Regions from separate parts of the Sminthopsis crassicaudata genome. Here region 2 is linked to region 1. A link is a contact called in public Hi-C data. All regions are on one chromosome and are shown on one strand. Each heading gives the region's core, a stretch centred on a gene start, on an enhancer-like site or on the middle of the called end of the contact. The rest is flanking DNA. Distances are from core to core; before and after follow the strand shown. Region 1 holds the start of PDRG1 (p53 and DNA damage regulated 1). Region 2 holds the start of COX4I2 (cytochrome c oxidase subunit 4I2).

Region 1 (7,084 bases), core at 1,160-3,659:
CTCTGTTCCCATGGTTCTCTCTCTGGCTGTAGATAATAATTCTCTTCATCACTGCACAAGTGGAACTGGTTTGAATCATCTCAATGTTGAAAAGAGCCACGTCCACCAGAATTGATCGTTGTATAATCTTGTTGCCATGTACAGAGATCTCCTGGTTCTGTTCATTTCACTCAGCATCAGTTCCTGTAAGTCTCTCCAAGCCTCTCTGTATTCCTCCTGCTGGTCATTTTGGTGTGGGCGTAGCCCCTTTTAAGATTTCTTTTTTCTGATCTCCAACCCCCTCTGGGACTGACTGACCTTTGTTTGATTTACAAAATCTGGTCAAAACCACCCTTTTGTATTCCAAGGGGAGAGATCCGGATCTGAGCCAGTTTGGGCTGTACCCAGCCCCCGTTCTAATGATCTGCTCAGGTTTCCCAACTCCCATCTGGTGGGTTCTGGCCCTCCAGGAATCAACCTGGAACTCCACCCTAGGCCCCAAGCTGGAATCATCTCTGGGCAGAGGGTTGAAACATGTAAGCACCATGCTTTGCATCACAGACTCTCTGTCCGCCACTTCTGGTGTATTTTTTCCTCTATCTAACTCCTTTTACTAACCAGACTTTAACCTTACTTCCAAACCCTACAATAAACCTCTTTTATCAATCTAGGTTTTCGGTCCTGTAAATTCATTTACAGGGGACTCTTGCCGCTGCTAGAACTCATTTATCCTTGCGTGGAATCTAAAGGGGTTGCAGGGGAGCTCCATTTCACTCCCTGTACCTGGAACCTGCCACTAGGCCTCAATTAATCCTAATTTTATTTAGGTAACCCTTATCTAGACCTCAACATTTGGTTAGACCTCATCAATTTCTTACAAAACAGTAGTGTTCCATAACATTCATATACCACAGTTTATCCAGCCATTCTCCAACTGATGGGCACCCACTCAGTTTCAGTTCCTGGCCACCACAAAGAGGCTGCCACAAACATTCTTGCACATGTGGGTGAGAGAAAGGGATATTGACGAGGCTTTACAACAGATGGAGTATGTGTGCCAAGTATGAGCAGTGGTTCAGTGGAAAAAACTTTGGATTTATGGGTTGAGGGGAGGGTTGGAAGTGGGAATTGTTGCTGATCACTATTTTTCCAAGGCATAACTCAGAAGCCGAGTCCCTCCCCACCAAAAAAAAAAAAAAAAAAAAAAAAAAAAAAAAAAAAAAGACTTTTAAGAAGTGTGAAAAAATGTCTTTAGTTGAATCAAGAGAAGAACTTGGACAGTAGGCAAGAGATTAGTCCTGTCCTGAAGCACCCTTTAAAACAGTTCGGGCGTTAATCTGAGAGACCCACATAGTTGAGATGCATTTAACAGGGACGCACATGAAGACACCGTCTCCAGACAGACAGACTCAGGGAAGGAGACTAATCAAGAAACTTGTAACCAAAACAATCCCAGGAGCGAAGAAAAAACTCCACTATGGACTCAAAGGAAATAGCCTGACAATGAGTCAAGCTGTGAGAAAGGCGGCCTGTAGGAGCCCGTGTGGGTAACCTGCTCAGCAGGCGTGCTCCAAAGAGGAGCAGCCCGGGAGAGAGAGGACATCAAGGCCCTACATTGGCACTGCTGCTAGATCCGTGTTCACTCTCCCCACTGTCTCGTTGGTGGGAATGCACGTTCCCGGCTTGGGACGCAGTGTTGTAACGCTCCTTTTTTGTATGCCACCTCACTATTTTCACTTTGGATCAATTGTTAAGAAGATGCTCACCAGGGGGGTGAACAGATGCGGAAAGATCCCGCAGACCTGTGGGGATCATGGCGAAGATCTGAAGGCTGAAAGAGCAACCTGCACATGGCTACTTGGATAAGTCACATAATCTACCAAACTGTTTGCACAGAAAAACGGCTAAAGCAGTGGAAATTTTATATAGGGCTTTAGCTTTGCAAAGTGCTCTGTGCGGTTCTCTCAGCCCCGGGGGGTGCCCATTTTACAGATGAAACGGGGCAGGCCCCAAACTCATCCCTTCGGAGTCTAAATCTAACCTGAAAGCGGCCGTACCACCCAGCTGCAGAAATTAACCGGAGATTATCTCTGGAGAGCTTTATTTTTCGCACAGTTTACAGAGATAACGGTAACCAGGGTGGAGGTGAGGAAGCCCCACTCTTCGCTGCAACCCTCCCCAGTTGCTGATGCCGCATTGGGCACGAGGGGCAAAGTACTTAACCGGGGCTCTGGGTGAGTCCCGGCCGTCCCGGAGGAGGAGACCCGAAGACAGCCATTTTCGCACCGGAGAATTTCAGCCGGATGGGGGCGCCGACGTACCGGACTTTTTCCAGCTTACCCTCCTACGAGCCCAGAAGGCGTCACGTGGTCCCGAAGGCCGTCCCACATTAGTTCCCACCGCCCCGCCCCCAGCGTGCGACCTAGCTTACGAGACCACGTGCGCTGCCGCGGTGGTGGCGCGTGCGCAGAGGGAAGCTGCCGGACCGCACCATCGCCGGTCATGTTGGGGCCCGATTCCGAGCGCGTGTTGCGTTACCTGAGCGAGGTGGAGGAGCTGGCCGAGGCGGTGTTGGCCGACAAGCAGCAGGTCCCTGATGGGCCCGAGAGCGAGGGGAATGGGCTTCTTAATCCCCGCCCCCCTCATTCCTGCACTTTCCCCTCCACGCTTTCCTTATCCCGACTCTGAGCCGGAACATTGGCCAAAGCTGCCCCCTGACCCTTTCCCCTCTCTGGGCTCCACCCTCACGTCTGGCTTTGGATTTTTTCCCTAGATAGTGGACTTGGACTTGAAGCGGAACCAGAACCGGGAAGCCCTGAGGGCTCTGCAGAGAGACCCTGGCCCGTCAGGTAAGTCGTGGCGTGGTGGGGGTCAGGGGTCACGGACGTCATTCCCTGACGTCAGCACGCCTTTCCAGGGGTGAGTCTGCAGTCCAGCTGGAGCCACCATTGCTCCAGTATCAAGTATAAGGTGCTTTCTCTTTAAAAAAAAAAAATTTTAATTAAATTAAATTTTTAAAAATTTAAAAGAGTAGCGAACAGGGAGGCCGTTTGTTGGAAGCAAAAGCCCGAAGGCCCTTATGTATAGTTATATGCTGTGATTCAGCGTTGTGTTAAGGACTGGCGGGGCTGTTGGAGGCGCTGTGCTTGGGAAACTTTAGCTTCTGTGGGACTCTCAATTCCCGAGCTTTTAGGAACACCGAGTAGGAGCAAGGCTGGCTTTTCTGTGACTTTGAGGGTCCATATCACTTAATTATCCTTAATTCCGCTTGTAGCAGTGTAGTGAGGAGGGGGGGGGAAGAACAAATCAAAGCAAAGGATATTTAGATCTAAAATTCACATCACTTCTTCACCGGGTCCAGAGCGTACTATCACAGATACAGGAAATACCTTTGAGGACACGGGTCCAGAGTCGCCTAACTTTTCTTTCCTGTATAGTTAAGATAGGAATTTGGGGTGTTTGTGTTTTGTTTTGTTTTGTTTTTATAAGTTTTTAAGCAACAATTCCATAGAAGAAGTTAGAGGTCTCCTTTCTTTGCTTGTTTGGCACCAAATTGGGTCTTATATTTTACCATCTTTCTCAGGAATTATGAATACCTGAAGTCTTAGAAGAATACTAATTAAAAAATAATAATAAATTACCTATGAATATGTACTGTCAAAGAAAATGTTATAATTATAAAAATTAAAATTAAAAAAATAAAAATAAAATAAAATAAAAGATGAGAAAGATTTTTAAAAAATACTAATAAATAATAGCTGGCACATAGCTCCTGAAGATTTGTTCAGCGCTCTGCATGTTATCTCACTCAGTTCTGATAACGACCCTGTAAGATATTATCTGAGTTAGAGATGAGGAAACCGGGGCTGGAAATAGCCTAGTTGACTTGGGAGGGTCAAACAGCCAGTAAATGTAGGATGAGGTCACGTCTTCCAGATGCAGAAATACTTGGTGATTTATCAAGCTGACCGTGGCATGTTTACCATTTCAGATAAAGTGATGGTTTGTTTTGGAAACATGTTCATCAAGCTTCCCCGACCACGGACGAAGGATATGATTCAGAAAGGTAAGGGACCCCAGATTGAACACTGTGGCGCTACCTCCCAAATCAATTTTTGCATAGTTTAGGCTTGGGGCTTAATTAAAACTTGTCACAAAGTCTCAGTTACAGAAGTTTAATAGCCTTGGTCCTAGAGATCCTTCTTTGGAGCATATACCTCAAAAGAGATTAAAGACAGAAATATACACCAAAATATTCAGAGTACATTTTTTTATAATAGCAAAAACTTGAAATGAAGCGGGTATGTGTTGGTTAAGGCATAGCTATAAGAAACAAGAGGAGGAATTCAGAGAAAGATAAGATTTGTTTGAATTGATGCAGAGTAGCAAGATAAACCAGTAAAATCATAAACACAGTGATTACAATGAAAAAAGTCTTAGCCCTCAAAACCTTCTTGGAACCAGTTTTGTTTTTTTTTGGAGGGGACATGGGGGGAAAGAAGTTGTAGGGTTTCAATGCAGAAAGATGAGGCCAAGAGTTGTATTCTTCACTGGAGAAGAAGGAATTGGACATCTACCATCCTGATACAATGGCTGATTTCTTTTCTTTTCTTTTTTTTTTTTCTGAGGCTGGGGTTAAGTGACTTGCCCAGGGTCACATATCCTGATACAATGGAAAGAGCACTGACTGAACAGTCAGGATCTGGGGTTCCAGGCCTACAAAATTCTGCCCGACTCCATAAAAAGATATTGCTTTCTGTGTGACCTTGGAGAAGACAATTTGTTGGGTCTCAATTTTTTCATTTAAAAAATAGACTAGATAATCTCTGATATTTCCTCCAATCCTGAATTTCTGATAACTACATAAAGGAATCGGAATTACCAAACAGGATAGAATAGTTTTGAAATTATTTGAAAACAAAGTAATTGACAGAATTCTTGGTGTGTAGTCCTAAAAAAGAAATTTCACAGCCTCCTCCAACTTCTCATCTCCTCGCTTGTGTACTATCCCTTCATTTTAGCTAGGTCCATTTCTTAGATGTGTCTGGCACACTACTCTGTTGAACTTGCTGGGTCCTTCTCCTGCATTGGTCTCTGTAAATTGTATATTAAGTTGTATTCTTAAAGGTTAACTCCAGTCCTTACTTCTGTATCTTCTCACTTGGTATGTTAATCTGTGCCACTCAATAGACATTTAAACATTTCCAGCCAGGTGCTCTTTGGACATTCTCATTTCTTTGGGTATTACATACATAGGCAGTGTTCTATAATTTTTTGTTAATGGTGAAGCTCTTGACATTTTGTCATAAGAAGACATCTCAAAGCTGCAAGGAATTTTATGTTGGTTTTTTTTTTGTTCAGTTTTTGTGAGGCAATTGGGTTTAAGTGACTTGCTCAGGGTTACACAGCTAGGAAATGTTAAGTATCTGAGGTAGGATTTGAACTCAGATCCTCCTGACTCCAGGGCTGGTGCTGTATCCACTTCACCATTTAACTCCCTCTCTTCTTCCCCCCCCCCAAGGGATTTTAGACACCATCTAGAACAATTTAATTGTTTTTCAAAGGTGGAGTCAGGGAAAGTCACTTGCCTGTGATCACCTAACAAGTTGTATGCAAGCTTTGTTTTATAAGTCTCTGGCTTCCTCCATGTTCCAGGCCAGTTGGCATTATGTTTATACATTCTTAAGTCTTAACTAACTCCTTTTCCTGTTACACAACAGTAAGCTTCATAAGGCTGGTTCCAGCAACATTGGACTGCTTCCCCTCCCGCTCCTCAAACACAACTGCCTTTTTTCTGCTATTCTTTGGGACCTTGGTAAAGGTCCTCCCATTCCCATTCCTCCAGAATATTCTGTTGATAGGCACTGTGGTGTTGTGTGAGGAGGTCACACAACTTGTTAGGACACCTGGAGTTGTCGTGACATTCCCTAGCTGTGTGACTAGTGGACAAGTCATTTGGTCCCAGCTTCAGTTTCTTCTTCTCTAAGGATAATGTTACTTGCACTGCCTGCTTCACAAAATTTGTGAAGAAAGTGTTTTTTAAATTGCAAAGTGCTCTGAAATTTTAGTTGCTATAATTTTTTTGTTGTTGTTTTTTCAGATCAGGAGCACCTGGATGAGGAAATAGAGAAACTCCGGAAACAGTTGAAAATGAAGGTCAACCGTCTCTTGGAAGCCCAAGGTAAATAGTTCCTTAGTGGGGACTGAAAAGTGGGAAAAGTCAAAACCTATATCCCAATTGAGCATGAATCTCAGAAGTTGAAGTAGAACAAAGGAATGTAGGCATCTGGAAAGTAAATAAGATGGGCATAGTGGACTGGAAAGTGCCAAAGACCTGGGCCCGTTGGAACTATTTACCTACCTTATTACCAATCATCTGTAGTTCCATTAAAATTTCCTCATAAAGTTGTATTCTCCATTGGTCACCAGTCACTTTGGTCACTTTGAATTAGCTCATGATAAAAATTGAATCTTGGAAAGAGAAAGTAGATGATATGACCCAGGGGAGATAGACCTTTATGACCTTGGGTGAGTCCCAAACTGGCTCCTCTTCCAAGGTAGTGATTGAAGTTTATGAGTAGCCAGGAAAGCCCCTGAGATAAATGATGAAATAAGAGTCTATGAACCCCCTAAGAATCCTTCCAAAACTCAAGCTGAGTGAGAGAATCACTGTTGCTTAGCGCAACAAAACTTTTTGCTTTGCTTTTCTTATTAGACCATCAGTCCTTCCCATGACAGTGTGTAGAAGCCAAGTAAGCTTTCTTTTGCCTAGCTAGAATGTGGTGGGACTATCCAGCACCTCCTTCATATCTCTCTTACACTCTCTCTGACTCATTGACTTGATTCTCCCCATAGGTAAACCAGAGTTGAGGGGATTTAACTTGAAGCCGTTGAGCCAAGAGGAGATGAGAGCCCTTAATGTCATCTTGAAAGGATGAAGTTCAGCAATCAAAGCCCAGCATGGGGACTTAAATCACTCACTCCTAAATGCCCACAGAACTGCTTTACCACTGTGTCAATAACGCATAGTAGGAACTAGCTTCAGAAATCTATCAGATTGCAGTTTGCTACTAAAGACTTTTTTGTTTACAAGATTTGGCTGCTC
Region 2 (7,084 bases), core at 3,030-5,529, 310 kb after region 1:
CATAACTCCTACCTTCTGCCCCAATTCCCCCATATCAAAAGCCTTCATTGAGATTTCCTTTCCCTTCTATCTACACATAACAATACTGCTAATCCCCATTTCTATATCACTCTGCAGTTTGCAAAGTAAGTTCCTCCCAACATCTGAGCAGGAGCTAGAGCAAAGATTACTATATCCATTTTACATATGAGAAAACACCCTGGGCTAATCTTTTCTCCATCACATTTACTCTTGCTATAATTAAAAAGCTCTTACCCATCATCATCAGGGGATATCAATTAGTCAGAATCAATTAACTTCTAGAATTTTAGAATCGTCTATTTACTAAGGTTTAGTAAGAACAATATCCCAAAATTAGTGGTGCTTGTGGTTGAACTGACAAACGGACTTTGCAAACTGAAAAGCAGTATCAAAAAGAGCTTTTAAAAGTTATTTGTATTATTATAACTATCATTATTTTCCAAGGAGCCTGGGATGCCTTCAGTGCTCAGCAAATATTTCTTGAAAGATTGGGTAGTACAATGGAAGGAGTGTCAGGAGTCAAGCTCTCTGGGCTGTGAGGTCAGTTTCTGTTACTAATTTGCAATGTGACCTTGGAGAAAACACTTTCCTGGGCCCCATTTGCACGATGAAGTAGCTGGACTAGACCTCTAGGATCCCTTTTAATTTAGACTCTGATTCTAGACTTTTCTGCTGGCATTGTAAGTTCCTCCCAACCAACCCTCCCCTAATTTACCAGCCTTATTCCGCTACTACCCTCCACATACCATGTCGTTCAGATAGCGAATCAGCCTTTTTGCTGCTCCTCATCCACAGCCCCCCATGTCTGGCTCTCAGCCTCTGTCCCAGGTGTCTCCCCTGCCTGGAAGCCCCTCCTCAGCTCCACCCCTTGGAATCTCGTTTCCTTCCAGACGGAGCCTCAGAACCATTTTCTGTGGGAGACCTTTCCTGGTCCCTGAGAGAAGCTGCTAGAGCCTCTTCCCACAAGGTTACCTACCTGTTTTGTAAGTACCTATGCATGCCCATTTTCTCCCCCGTGAGGAAGTTACCTTGAGAAGAGAAATGTTTTGCTTTTTACAGTACCCCTGCACATAATAAGTACTTAATAAATGCCTGTTTGAGTCACTGTATCATTATTCTGAGAATCGGCCCTATCTGTTGAGTGATCTCAGAGATATCCCATAAGCATGTCAGACCCTCACCCCGGAAAGGTCTCCTGTGGCTGCTTAAGCATTTTCTGAAAGGGGCCTTTCATATGGGCTAGGATCCTGGCTTCAGGAAGTTTCTGTACTCTTCAGGACAAAGCTCTGCTATCCTATCCTTTCTTTGGGAGAAACGCTCTGTGACCTCAGCCATCTTATACTTCTGAGAATCAGCATGGTTTTGTCTAACTGAAGACTCAACCTGCTTTCACACAAGGGCCCTCCTCTTGTTCTCTGCAAATGTGAAGACTAATAACCAGAAGAACATCTCCTCCCACTGAGTCCCAGAAAAAAGGACTCAGGTTCCATCTTCTTGGTTTACTCTGTGTTCAAAAGGCCCCCTTCTTCAGCTCAAGTCTGGCCCAGGCCAACCTAAGATGCTCCTCTCTGGACAAATCAAGTTAGCAAACATCTGCGTAGTGCCTCCTAGGCACCGGGCACTGTACTAAGTGCTGGAAGCAGGTGACAAGCCAAAGGGCCTGGCCAAGTTGGTGGCCATGGCGTCTGGGTCCATGGAAGAGCAAGATCTCTGAGACGACAGTTCCCAGAGCCAGCTGCATTTCCTGTAGGAACTCGGCTCATTGCTCCTACGTTCATGGCCCTGGGAACTGAACTCTTCAGGCTTAGGGCCCCATGGGAAAGAGGAAAGAGCAATGGAGAGAAGAGACAACGGGCAGGAATGAGCTCTGAAAGGCTCCAGACAGATTTCAACTGCGTCATTCCAAACTTAACTGCCAAAATCTGTCTCCTGATGCTATCTTCCTACTCTAGTCCCCATCTTCCTTTAAATCTCTCTTCATCTTCATTACCCCTCCCCCATGCCAGGTGACCTCTTGGGAACCTTGGGGAACTACCTCGGGCATGGCTGGTGTGGACCTTACCAGTGTCTCCTGAGCCATGAGCCTGCCGGATACTTCTAACCCCAAAGGCTCCTCTCCTTACCAAGGGGACCCAGGAAGAGCGGGGCAGAACAAGCATCTGCAGGAAAAAGGGCACAGGCAGTTAGGGAGGAGACACACGCCTGGGACTTCCTCCCACACATACACACAAGAGAAGAGGTTCACTCCCCACAACTGGGATGCTCTTCTATCCGTGACCTAGGGGAAGGAGCAGCAGGGCTCTGAGCTCATGAAAATCCATTCTGAAGTGCAGACTCCACGCCTGTACCATACCGTCAAGGGACAGACCCCTCTTCTCTGCTGCTCCTGCCTGCTGGCCGAAGGAAGCTGGGCAGGGTGAGGCTCCTTATCCCCTCCCAGAGTCCTCCCAAGAGCTAAAGCTACTCAGTTGCCTCTCCCACCAAATTTTCCCTCATTTTGTTAAATTTGATACAAGGTGATTCATGGATTATTTCTTAAAACGTGCTCTCTTTTTCTTGCTCAGTTTTCCCTCTTTGAAACAGGTAGAGTTCTGACTCCAGGGAGTATTTAAAGTAGCCAGGTGTGATGGAAAAGTACATGGGACGGAATGTTCGGTGACCTGGTTCTGTCCCTCTCTCTACCACTCACTCATGTGATCCTTTCCCTCGCTCTAGAAATAGAGAATTAAACCGGAGAGGCTCTAAAAGCCCTCCTATCCCCAACATCCTAGGAACCTGACTCCTGTCCAGAATAGGGTGAGTATGGGAGGTGCTGGCTTAGGCCTGGCTGCTCAACTTCCAGGTCTAGGTATGGCCTGTGATCCGCCCCCCCTCCCCACTGAGCTCCCAGCATCTGTTCTGTCTCTGGTCTTGCAGGCCCTAGTAATTGTCAGCTTACGTGCTCAATGCCACCTAGGAAGGGAAAGGCACATTTATTGGATTTATTAGTGTTTTTCAAAACACACACACACACACAAACACACATGCATACACAGCACAGGCCCATCCTAGCACCCTGAAAGAAGCTTGCCCAAACCCAAACCATCTTCAGATTCTCCTTATCCCAAAAGGGATAAAAGGGCTCCCCGTACTTGGGGGGTTGGGAGGAGCCACCATATCTGTGACTTCTAGGGATGTAGGTGAGGTACCCACATCTATGGACAGAAAGACTCATGTCCAGGCACTGGGAGAGAGTCCCCCATGTCTGGGTGCTAGGAGCAGTTCTTAACATCTGGAAACAGAGAAAGATTAGCCACCTTTAGTTGGAGAAAAGAAACCTATAATTCCCATCATCCCACAACTCTCTCCATCCCGGGATTAGATGGCTGGTCCCCCTTTCTATGTCCCTTTCCCTTTCTCCCAACTCTGAACTTACCGCTGGTGCCATCAGGGCAGGACGACTCGGCTTATTCTTCCAGGGAGAAAGAGAGGTGGAGAACAGCTGCTCCTAAGGGTGGGTGGAACAAGAGCCAGAGCCCAGCCTCTTCTCCCTCCCTCCCTCCCATCCTACCCCCATCCTCCCACTTCTCTGTGGCAGGGACAAGTCCCAGGACGCCACTGACTGCAACTTCCCACCCCTCCCCCACATGGGAACAAACCTGGGCCGAGGCGCTGGGAGGGACAGAGATCTGCAGGGATGTAGGGGTCAGGCCACATTCCCCACCCACTCTTCCTAGGCCTGAAAGCACTTCCTCACGCCCATCCCCAATATACCGAGCACAGTTGTGGGGAGGGGATAAGCCAAGGCCATTAAGCATCTGGGATAAAACTAACGGACTTTACAGAATTTTACAGCTGGAAAGGATCATAGAACACATAATGGAGTAGAAAAGGGGCCTTGAACATAGAATGTTAGCATTGGAAGGGCCTTAGAATACAGAATGTCAGAGCAGGAAGGATCCTTAGAACATACAACATCAGAAAAATACTTTAGAATATAGAATATTAGAGCAGGAAGAATCTTAGATCACAGGATGCTAGAATAAGAAGAGGCCTTAGGACATAGAATGTCAAAGGTGAAGTAACTCAGTCTTAGAACTTGAAGACTAGAGGTAAAAGTGACCTTAGATTTAAACTAGAGTCCTAATGAGGGGAAGTGGTTTGCTCAAGCACATAGAGTTAGTTATTGTTAGAACTGGCATCAGATGCCCATCAATTGGGAAATGGGAAATCATACACCATAACTGGTGGTATATGATGATTGGAGTTTTTTTAATTATTAAAGATTTTTATTTTCAAAACATATATAGAGAGATAATTTTCGAAATTCACCCTTGTAAAACCTTGTGTTCCAAATTTTTTCCTTCCCTTCCCCCCACCTCCTCCCCTAGAGAGCAAGTGAGCCAGTATATATTAAACATGGAAAATTCTTCTATACGTATTTCCACAAATATCTTTCTGCACAAGAAAAATCAGATCAAAAAGGAAAAAATGAGAAAGAAAACAAAAAACAAGCAAACAACAAAAAGAGTGAGAATGCTATGTTGTGGTCCACACTCAGTTCTCACAGTCCTCTCTCTGGGTGTAGATGGCTCTCTCCATCACAAGATTATTGGATAAATATGGCACTTTCTCATTGTAAACAAACCTGCATGGAAAAGTACTAAAAATGTTAAGCTTGGCCTGGTGTATTCCAATGTTAACTTTATTCTAGCATCTTAAGAAATGACCTATACTTTAATTTGTCAAAAAGCAACATTTGTATTCAGGTGATTACATGTAGCTTCTATAACATAGTAAAGTGGATACCAGGAATGTGAGTGAACTTTTATTGAGAAAGGGAAATTGTCAAAAGAAACAGCAGGAACCGAAGAATAAGAAAACTGCTGTCACAGAACTTATTTTACCGTGGGCCTATTTCAGCTTGTGATCCCTAACTCAAAAATGCTAAACTTTTGTTTATTTCAACCCAATACTTCCAGATTCCTCCTTAAAAGGAATATATGAGAAGAACATGTGAAAGTTGCCAAAGCTCCATTTTGAGAAAAGTGCCCAGGTCATTCATATCCTTTGTTCTCTCCGGTTCCACTCCCAACTCTCTGGATTTTCTCCATCGTGCTCCTTCAGGTAACTTCTATCTCGCTGCCTACTCCTCTTTTCAACTTCCTTTTCTATGTATTCTCTTCTATTAGAATGTAAACTTCTTTAGGGCAGGAACTGTTTTTCCTCTTGCTGATATTGATATTCCTTGCATTTAGTAGTAGAGTGCATAATAAGTCCTTAATAACAATTCACTTAATAGATGCGATTTATTTTTGTGGAATATTTTGTTGTATATAGGATTTTTCTTTTTGCCTCTGACCTCCTTAGTTTATGTGCCTAGCATTGGGAGCTTTGGGACAAAGTATATAGATATTTTAATTGCTTTTTTACCATAAAGTCCTGGGTTCTTAAAGAACATATCAGTCAAGCAAAAGTCAAGTCAGGTCCTATCAAGCTGGAAAGACTAAACACAAGCCAGGATAGACTATATGTCTGTCACTCAAGGACCAGACTAAGTTCAGAGAAGCTCAACATTTTGGTTACTGGGTAATGACTACAACTCACTGACACTACGTAGTAAGGATTGGACAGGGTTACTTATGGCAATGAAACCGAAGATCTTTGAAGTGTCAATTAATACCTACTGGTTGCTCAGGTACTCAACAATTATGAGGGATTCCACTTAAGTATACAGAATACTTATTTGACTATCAGAATGTAAGTGCCCAGTAGATTTTTTTTCAGTCTTTGTTTCTCCCCCAGATAATACCATGCCTAGAACTTGATTTTTTTTTTAATTATTTTATCTTTCCCAAGGTTGCTGAGCATGTGTTTACATGAGAGGAAGCAGCTATGGTATACTGGAATACTAGATTTAGAATTGGCAAGACTTGGGTTTAAATTTTGTCTCAGACACTTTTATTAGCTGTTTGACTCTAGGTAAATTTACTTAATTCTTCTCAGGCTTAGTTTCCTTCTGTAAAATGGGGATGATAACGGCACTTACATAACTGGGTTATTTTTTGCAGTTTGAATGAGATTATATATAAAGCATTTTGCAAGTGTTAAAATGCTTAAATTCTAACTATTGCTATTAAGGTAAGTCTAGAGAAGAATGAGACCTAGTCCTTGCTCTCACAGAGTTTACAGTCAAAGAATTTTGTGCAAATATCTGTTAGACAAAATGGAACTAAAGTATACAGGAGAAATGTAAAAATTGTTCAGAGTTGTGTCTTAGGAAGATTTTTGGCAGTTATGGTGAAAGATGAACTAGAAATAAAGAATCTGAAAGCAGGACAACCAGGGAGGAAGCTATTATGTGAGAAATAATAAGGACTTGAACTAGGGAGCAGTACTTGGAGTAAAAAATAAGATAACAAATGAAAAAGATGTTGCAAAGGTAGACAAAATTGACAGAACTAAAAGTACTAATCTTCCCACTGACAAAAACTGTTGAGAAAACTGAAGAACAATCTGGCAGAAATTAAGTTTGTACCAATACCTCATACCATATGACAAGATAAACTCAAAATGGATACATAACCTAGAAATGAAAGATCACAGCATGAACAAATTAGAGGAGCAAGGAAAAAATTACTTTTCTGATAACTGGATGAGAAAAAAGTTTCATGACTAAACAAGTAATAGGGAGGATCCCACAAGATAAAATGGACAATTGTGATTTTATAAAATTAAAAAGTTTTGCACAAACAAATATAATATAATAACATTTAGAAAAGAAAGTAAGGAAAAAACCTTTGGCAACAAATTTCTCTAATAAAGGTTACATTTCTAAGATATATATGTGTGTGTGTGTATATATATATATATATATATATATATATATATATACATATACACAGAACTGATTCAAATGTATGAGAGTAAGATCCTTCCGTAGTAGATCAAAAAAAAAAAAAAAAAAAGACAAAAAGTTATGAATAGACAATATTCAAAGGAAGAAATCCAAGTTTTCAACAATCATATGAAAAAATGCTAGAAATCATTAAAGAATCATAAAGAAATGCAAATTAAAGAAACT

Evidence for each region. A called contact is a pair of places that touch in the nucleus more often than the background predicts.
Region 2: a contact with region 1 is called in a Hi-C map of hippocampus, with 2.7 times the contacts expected there. The contact joins the promoter of COX4I2 here to the promoter of PDRG1 in region 1. A contact is called at or near these places in 2 of 2 Hi-C or Micro-C datasets (fibroblasts and hippocampus).

The regions. Positions count from the first base shown.
Region 1 is chr2:451,808,488-451,815,571 of ASM4859323v1, forward strand. It overlaps PDRG1 (p53 and DNA damage regulated 1), which reads left to right and starts at 2,410. Exons shown (of 5, transcript XM_074292781.1): 1 at 2,410-2,568; 2 at 2,753-2,828; 3 at 3,971-4,045; 4 at 6,080-6,160; 5 at 6,835-7,084. The coding sequence starts at 2,482. The coding sequence ends at 6,917.
Region 2 is chr2:452,112,919-452,120,002 of ASM4859323v1, forward strand. COX4I2 (cytochrome c oxidase subunit 4I2) reads right to left here and starts at 4,280. Exons shown (of 5, transcript XM_074292800.1): 1 at 3,660-4,280; 2 at 3,437-3,472; 3 at 2,084-2,180. The coding sequence starts at 3,818.